Linked DNA regions of Sus scrofa: region 2 is linked to region 1. Evidence: chromatin contacts called from public HiChIP or PLAC-seq data. All regions are on one chromosome and are shown on one strand. Each heading gives the region's core, a stretch centred on a gene start, on an enhancer-like site or on the middle of the called end of the contact. The rest is flanking DNA. Distances are from core to core; before and after follow the strand shown. Region 1 has its middle 110 kb from the start of CTGF. Region 2 holds the start of CTGF (connective tissue growth factor).

Region 1 (3,772 bases), core at 378-2,877:
CCATGAGGGGACCTCCACTTTCCTAGTTTTAATTGCAAGAAAATTGTCGTTGATTAGACTTGGTTAACAGGTAAACATTACAATTTTTCAGGAGTTTGTCTGAGTATATATTAATTCAACACAGGCAGCACCAAACCAAAAGTGGTTAAGGGAGCCCCACCAAAAGGAGCAAGGGACAAGGTTTTTGTAGAGAAGAGGCTGAACCATAGCTAAGAAATGATTGGATTGGTGATTGCTTAAGCCATTGCCTTGTTTGGGAAAGCCTTGTTGGCTGTGATTGGTTGTACTTAAGTTTCATTTTCTTGGATTCCAGTGCCTCAACTTTGGCTTAGGTTCCAGCTCATTTGTGTAGGCTACTGAGACACCGCGGTCTGTGGTCTCCTTGTTTAAATATTCTAACAACATTATAGATACAAGTTATATTTTGGCATCAATGGAATTATGATTTCCCCTATAAATATGAACCAGACTAGAATTAAAACTCTGTAACATATTATGCAAAAGTGAACATCATATAACATCATTATTGTGTGTCCAAATATTTCTATATACCGTATGTTATGAACAAAGTTTATTCTAAGAATCCTCAAAAAATCCAGGATTATTAAAACTGTATTCAGAAAAGCATACAGCATCTAACTTCCTGGTTGCACATCAAGGGATTTAGATCAAGAAAAGAACTGCAGCTGTAAAAAGCTAGAAATCAATGTCATTTGAATTTGAGGTGTGGTGATCTTGGCAAAAGGTACATTATCTAGGTTTCAAAGACACAGAAACCCTTTTGGATTGTCTTTTGTCACAATCAAAAGACATACATTTTTATCATGCGCTTTCTTCTTATCTTGTAGCAGGAATGAGAAAAATTTCCAAGTTCAGAAATCAAAAACTCAAAATCCCCATTACAAACATGACAGTTTACTGATAGTTGAAGTGGAAAATTTTGGAATTGTATCTATCTTCACGTATTTGTTTCTTGCATGCGACATTGATGGTTTCTATTCTAAGGGAAAAAAAAAACTATTTATATAACAATATAGAATGTTTCTCACATTCACTGTGAGAAAAAGTACAAGTCCATTTACTGAAATTTTTTTCCTGAATTTTTTTTTATTGATTCAATCAATGGCCTCAACTTGGTGTCTTCTTCAGTGTGTTTCTTGTCACTTCATGCCGTTACTTTCTAGTTGTCCTTCTGAACAGGCGTTTACATGAACTATATTTATTCCTGGGGAATGCAGCATGACCACACAGATTTGGTCAAAATAATGAGCATTCCTTTAAAGGCCAACTAAGAGAGAAAGGTTTTGCTCAGCACATTTTTACCATTGATGTAACTTCCTTTCTCTCTCTCTCTTTCTTTCTTTTTCTTTTCTCATATGAAACATCACATCATTCCTTAGGATGAGAAACTCACAGACTGAAAACGTAAGACTTTCTATGTGTCTGGAGGAAATTTTGTCATTTAGAATAAAATAGCTCTTACCAAGCAGAGCAACCTTCCTGAGTATTTCATTCCTGGGACTGTTTGCATTCTTTCCCAGTGAGCTGGAGTGATAGGCACCAGGACCTATTTATAACAGGCCAGAAGAGCTATTAAACTATTTGGGCTGGGTTAAGAATAAAAGCTCCAAGTGATTGGTTGGAATTTTGACGTGCCTTTTCCCAGCAGGCATCCGTTGCCCTTTTGGGGGAGACGTGGCTGTATGTCACGTTTGTGAGAACCCAGCTCAGGAACAGCATGCGATTTGAAAATGGAAACAGTTGGATTGAAACCATAAATGGTGAAGTCAAAAAGATGCTCTTTCTTGAGCTGTTACTGAAATATGCCGGGGTTATTTCAGTGCTTGGAGAATAAATAGAACTTGAGGTACTCCAGAGGATAATGTAAAAGTCTGTGAGAGGACTCTGAGTTTTCCCAGGCAATATCTCTCAGCCAATTATATTGCAGCTTTCACTCTGACTTTAGAAAACATTATTCAAGGACAACCAGGTCTGAATCCTTAGTGGACACAGACTGCCCTGCTTGTTTAAAGACATGGGATAGTTTTCTACCTAACACTGGGTTCCTCAGGATGAAAGAAAAGCACAGAAGCAAAATGAAAAGAAACAAACAAAACAGCAACTAAACAAACAAGCACAAGAAGACACTGTAAATTATTTGATAACTAGTGGTAAACCACTCAGAATCATAGAATGTTTGTGTCTTCGAAGGACACTAAAAGCCCTTAGTCCAAGCTCTTCTTTAGCTGAAGAAAACAAGATGTAAAAATTAAAATATAACCTGATAACCTAGCCATTTATAATAGAACTGGAATCATTTCTCGTGGTTTCCTGTTTCCCAGTCCAAGAGTGCCCTTTATTGGGAAATGCAAATCAAAGGCAAAAATTACAAATGGGAAGTATGTCTGCAAGGTATTGGAGCAATGTAGTCCTTTGGAAACCCTAGACTTATTGACTCAGTGGCCTCTGGGCTATGGAGCAGCCAGAAATAGGCCATAGCATCTGGATATTACAAATATGAAGGTTCATCTGGCTTGGTTACTCCCAGGGAGAATAAAGCTGTTGGCTATTTTTAGGAAAAGTTAGCCATTCAGACTAAAGGGGTGCTGGTGCTGGTACTCTGAAAGATAGACAAAGGTACAGGTTTAGGTAGTTAGGGAAGATGACTGATCAGAGGAGACAGTCTTCTCGGTATATTTTTAGCTTTTGTTTATGAAGCATTGAGCTATTCTCTTTGATTTTATGTAAGCATTTAGTATTCTGAGAATTGGTCAGTTTAAGATAACCCATTCTTTTAAACCTGTCTTCCTAGCTAAACTTAATTTCTTAGCAAAATTGCATATGAGAAATGTAGTTCTTTATAAGAGGGTTTATTTAAATTGATATGTTGTGCTCTCTTGTAGACACAGACTGATGTCTGTGAGAATCTCAGCATCCCAGAAGCGCATCCATCTGCAGGATGTGCTTGTGACTGGTATCATCTCCTATTCATGTTGGGGTAACAACAGAGAGAAACTTTTCTTCTAACTCAACACTGCTAAGCCATCAGATTTACACTAGAAAGCAGTTGTTGAATTTAGATCAGGTCATGTTATGAATTTGAGACTTAACTCTGAAAGTCTTTCCTAAGCTTTCCTTTTCAATACCTTAATGGAGCAAGCATCTTAAGAATGAAGGAGAAAAGAAAATCTAGATCAACCTTTTTGGTATTCCGGGTTTTATCTTAGCAGATTCTTGAGTGGATCAAGTGAAGTAATATACCTATAAATTAAAACTATCATTATAAACTTTAAACATTAACTTGAGCAATTATTTTAATTGGTAACATTAAAATATATAAAGGGATAATATATCAGGAAATTATAATAGTGGCACTGACCTGAGTATGTGCATTGATGATTTTACATCATCTTCTCAACCTTATGGAAATAACTGTTATTATTATCTCTGTTTTCAAATGTGAAAATTAAGGCTTAAAAAAGTCATGCAACTAGTAAATAGCAGAGCTGCAGCCTTTTATGACTCCAGAATATATGCTCTGACTGCTAGATTCTACCACCTGAAATAAAAGTGATAACTTTTCTTTGTATCACAAAAACACTTAGTAGGTAACTCTGTAACTCTACTGGTCATATACTGATTTCACCTGGTTTTGATTGGTTTGGTTTGGTTAAGTCTGTTTTTTTGTTTGTTTGTTTGTTTTGTTTTGTTTTGTTTTAGGGCTGCACTTGCAGCATATGGAAGTTGCCAGGCTGGGAGTCAAATCAGAGCT
Region 2 (3,772 bases), core at 335-2,834, 110 kb before region 1:
CCTTGGTCCTGTCCTCTCTTGTTCCACGAAAATGAATGAACAGGAGCTGGACACCTACCTTAATGTTCTCTTCCAGGTCAGCTTCACAAGGCCTGACCATGCAGAGGCGGCTCTGCTTCTCCAGTCTGCAGAAAGCGTTGTCATTGGTAACCCGGGTGGAGATGCCCATCCCACAGGTCTTGGAACAGGCACTCCACTCTGTGGTCTGGACCAGGCAGTTGGCTCGCATCATAGTTGGGTCTGGGCCAAACGTGTCTTCCAGTCGGTAAGCTGTGAGAGCAGAGCACACAAACGCGAGGTGAGACGTCAGAATACGACCTTTTCCCCAGCCCTGGGCAAAGTCAGGGCTCGGCCCCCCCTGTGGGAGAATCACAAGGCTGACTTAGAGAAAGGCTCAGCTCACCGGCCAGGGCAGGGCCGACCACGGTGTGGTCCTTGGGCTCGTCACACACCCACTCCTCGCAGCATTTCCCGGGCAGCTTGACCCTCCGTGGGAAGGGGCAGTCGGGGCTGGGCAGGCGGACGTCCATGCTGCACAGGGGCACGCAGCCCACGGCCCCGTCCAGGCAAGTGCACTGGTATTTGCAGCTGCTCTGGAAGGACTCTCCGCTCCGGTACACCGTTCCTCCAAAGACGCAGGGGGCACCATCTTTGGCTGAAGGACAGGAAGGGGAAATGGGGGGGATGCAGGGTCAAGCATTGGTTCCCGAGCCTCTCACAAGGAAGCGCGCGTCGGGGTTGCGGGCTGGGAGCAGGGCTCCGGGGCCGGGCTGCTAACAGCCAGAAGGAGGGACTCAATTCGAGCAGCTTTATTATCTGGCGGGAAGGTGAGCGTGAGGGTGACTCGGGGTGGTGGCGCGTCATCGGGTGCCCCCGCCCGGGCGCTCCGGCGGTGGCGGCGCGGGGCGAGGGGTCTGGGGGAGACGGGGTGGGGACCGGGGCTGCAGGTCTTACCTGTGCACACTCCGATCTTGCGGTTGGCCGGCGAGCCGAAGTCGCAGAAGAGGCCCTTGTGCGGGTCGCAGGGGTCGCGCTCGGTGCACAGCTCACCCAGCTGCTTGGCGCACACTCGGCAGCAGCCGCAGCCGTCCAGCACGAGGCTGACGCCGGCGGGGCAGCGCGGCGCCTTCCCGGCCGCGCACTGGCACTGGCCGCTGCAGTCCTGGCCAGAGGCGGGCTGCGGAGGGAGGCGGCGGGTCAGCCGGACGCACGCCCCTCGGCGCCGCGGGGTCCCCTCCCCGCCCCCGGCCCGGTGCATCCCTCCCCCCGGCGCCGGGCGCCGCGGGGGTCTCCGGCGCTTACCCGGCTGCAGAGGGCGAGCAGGAGCACGAAGGCGCAGCGGACCGGGCTCAGGCCGGTGGCGGACATGGTCGGGGCGCTGCGGGCGGCTGGCGGCGGGGCTGGGGTGGCGTGGCGGGCCGAGCGGGCGGCGCGGGTTCGGGCCGGAGGCGGGAGCCTGGAACGCGCCGGGCGGCTGTCTCGGGAGCTGTCGGCCGGGGCGGCTGCCGTCGGACTGAAGGCGGTGGGTCGTCGGCGGTGGGAGTCGGGCTGACTGCCTCCTCTCAGTGGGGAAGAGTTGTTGTGTGAGGCTGAGGCGGGCGGCCCGAGGCTTTTATACGCTCCGGGCGGCCCCGGCTCGCCAATGAGCTGAATGGAGTCCTACACAAACAGGGACATTCCTCGCATTCCTCCCCACCTTCCTGCCTCATCAACTCACACCGGATTGATCCTGACCCCTTGACACTCAGCATTCCTCCCGTCTGAAAAAGCTGGCACACTACAGCTAACCAAAAAAAAAAAAAAAAAAAAAAAGCTCAGTATTTCCAGCACCAAATAGGATTTTCCTCCCTTCCTTCTTCGCACCACTCCTGATTTATATCATTTAAAAACACATCAGCCATGCTTATTATTATTTTTATTCCACTACTTCTGTTTCTAATAGCTGTGCCTGTTCTACCCACTGACATAAATCCTTTGTAGGAGGTTAGGAGGTAGGTAGCAGAAGAGGCTAACAGCAGGGATTCCTAAAAAATTCGAAAGGATTTCCTTTTTATTGTTTTTGTAATGATTTTAGTTTCAGAGGCTGTGTGCCTTTGAAATTTTGCAGAGAGCAGAAGAGGAGTTGGTTGCTTTTAACTGCTTGAGAGCCTCAAGAAGCAGAAGCATACCTGCAAATCCCCGAATTTCATATTGGAAATGGAGGAATTTGATCATTTGTCACTTGAAATAACACTTTGGATGCCCATGGCCAGTGGCCAGACAGACAGGAAAGAGAATACAGCCAGGAGTCTAAGTATGGATGCAGTTTTCTGGGGGAGTTTTCTACCACTCTTGCTTTGTTCTCTCTTAATACTTACAACAGTATTATTGTTGTGGGTATCAAGAAGAAAAAGGGATGGGTGGGCTTCAACATTTCCAGAAAATTCCATCTGATGTTATGTCAGAGCAAATGATTATGTGTTGAGTAGGTAGAAGTGCTGGATGTTGGGATGAAAAATGGGGTGGGAAGACAAGGCAACTCTACAGGAGGGGACCAGCAAGAAGCTTGGGGTTTCTTTGGGAGAGGTGTTAAACACAGTTGGGGGTCTTTGAAAAATAAGTGATTTTTCTTATACCAAAACCTATAATCTTCAAATGTGAATTAATCTGATTATATAACAAGAACACTGAACCCCATTATATTTGCTTACAAACTAAGAGTGTCTGTAAATAATATATTTTAGTGACTCTCCACACATCTATGAATAGCGATTGTTACTTCTTATTACCCAAGAAGCCGGTAACCTAATGGAGTGAGATCAGGTCAAGGAAAGAAGGAGTTTTATTCCCTCCACTTGTGTGCATATGTCAAATATGGCCAATAAAGTCTAAGCATATGTTAGCTTCACTGAAGACTGAGTTAATTGACAGTGCTTTCCTTTAGAATTTATAGTTTAGTTGCTTTTGTGTTAATAACTCCAGTTACCATTTTAGGTAAAGAGAATGATTCCAGAGCTATGCCATTTTTTCCGATTGTGGTGCCATATTGTTTGACACTAGTGTTACCAATGAATAGATTCATTTTAGCTGTTGACACATCCGTAGAGAGGTCTAAGATAAACCTGTCTGATTCAGATGCAAAGGCCAGCTTTCCAAATCGTTACAGATTTAGAATCTGAAAACAGCCTGTTTAAACTGGCTACATTTTTTTTTTTCAAGTTTCATTTCATTCTGTTGAAAAGGAGCCAAGAGAAAAAAAAAAAAAAAAAAAAAAAAAAAACCTACTCCAGCTTCAGCACAGACCACATCATCTGTGCACAATTACCCCGTTAAATGATCCACATGTTGTACAGTGTAGTTGCATGTCAACAGTGTGAATGGCCAGCGATGGGGGCCTCTGAAACTCAGGAAGAATTTTCATCATTGTTATTTAATGTTCTTTCCAAGCATTCCTCAAAGAGAAGAGGCCTTCAAAGTTCCTATTTAAAGAAGGAACATTCCAAGTTATGTTAATAGCCACATGTGTATTAAAGGCAACTTGGCCCCCAACTTTTTCTTCCCCTGTGGATGATTTTAAACGTTCAAAATATGTGGGAAGCCACAGTGAAATCTTTCAAGACCTAAACCCCCAATTATATCTACCACTAATGGTTGGAAAGGTGTGGTGGATGGGGAAGGGTCGGGATGTGAAGCTGGAACCTCACCCAAGGTGGCATGTGGCCTGGGCCATGAGCAGGGTGCGGTGGTGGGGAGAATGGGTTGGGAATTTTGGAATCCTCTGGAGAGTCTAAGA

Evidence for each region. HiChIP or PLAC-seq counts read pairs in DNA pulled down with a chosen protein or histone mark.
Region 2: an H3K27ac HiChIP or PLAC-seq map of skeletal muscle shows a contact between it and region 1. The contact joins the promoter of CTGF here to the enhancer-like site in region 1. A contact is called at or near these places in 6 of 47 Hi-C or Micro-C datasets (adipocytes, embryonic fibroblasts, fetal heart ventricle and 2 more) and 1 of 2 datasets of contacts at active chromatin or transcription factors (skeletal muscle).

What each region holds. Positions count from the first base shown.
Region 1 is chr1:31,559,391-31,563,162 of Sscrofa11.1, reverse strand. No RefSeq gene overlaps it. Among named protein-coding and RNA genes, the nearest start is that of CTGF, 110 kb to the left of the region's middle. Within about 2 kb of position 1,627, at least 24 of the 83 cell types and tissues checked have an H3K27ac peak or open chromatin away from gene starts, as enhancers often do. A contact at or near this core is called in embryonic fibroblasts, fetal skeletal muscle and skeletal muscle, where this site is marked.
Region 2 is chr1:31,672,210-31,675,981 of Sscrofa11.1, reverse strand. It overlaps CTGF (connective tissue growth factor), which reads right to left and starts at 1,584. Exons shown (of 5, transcript NM_213833.2): 1 at 1,303-1,584; 2 at 955-1,177; 3 at 404-655; 4 at 59-270. The coding sequence starts at 1,368.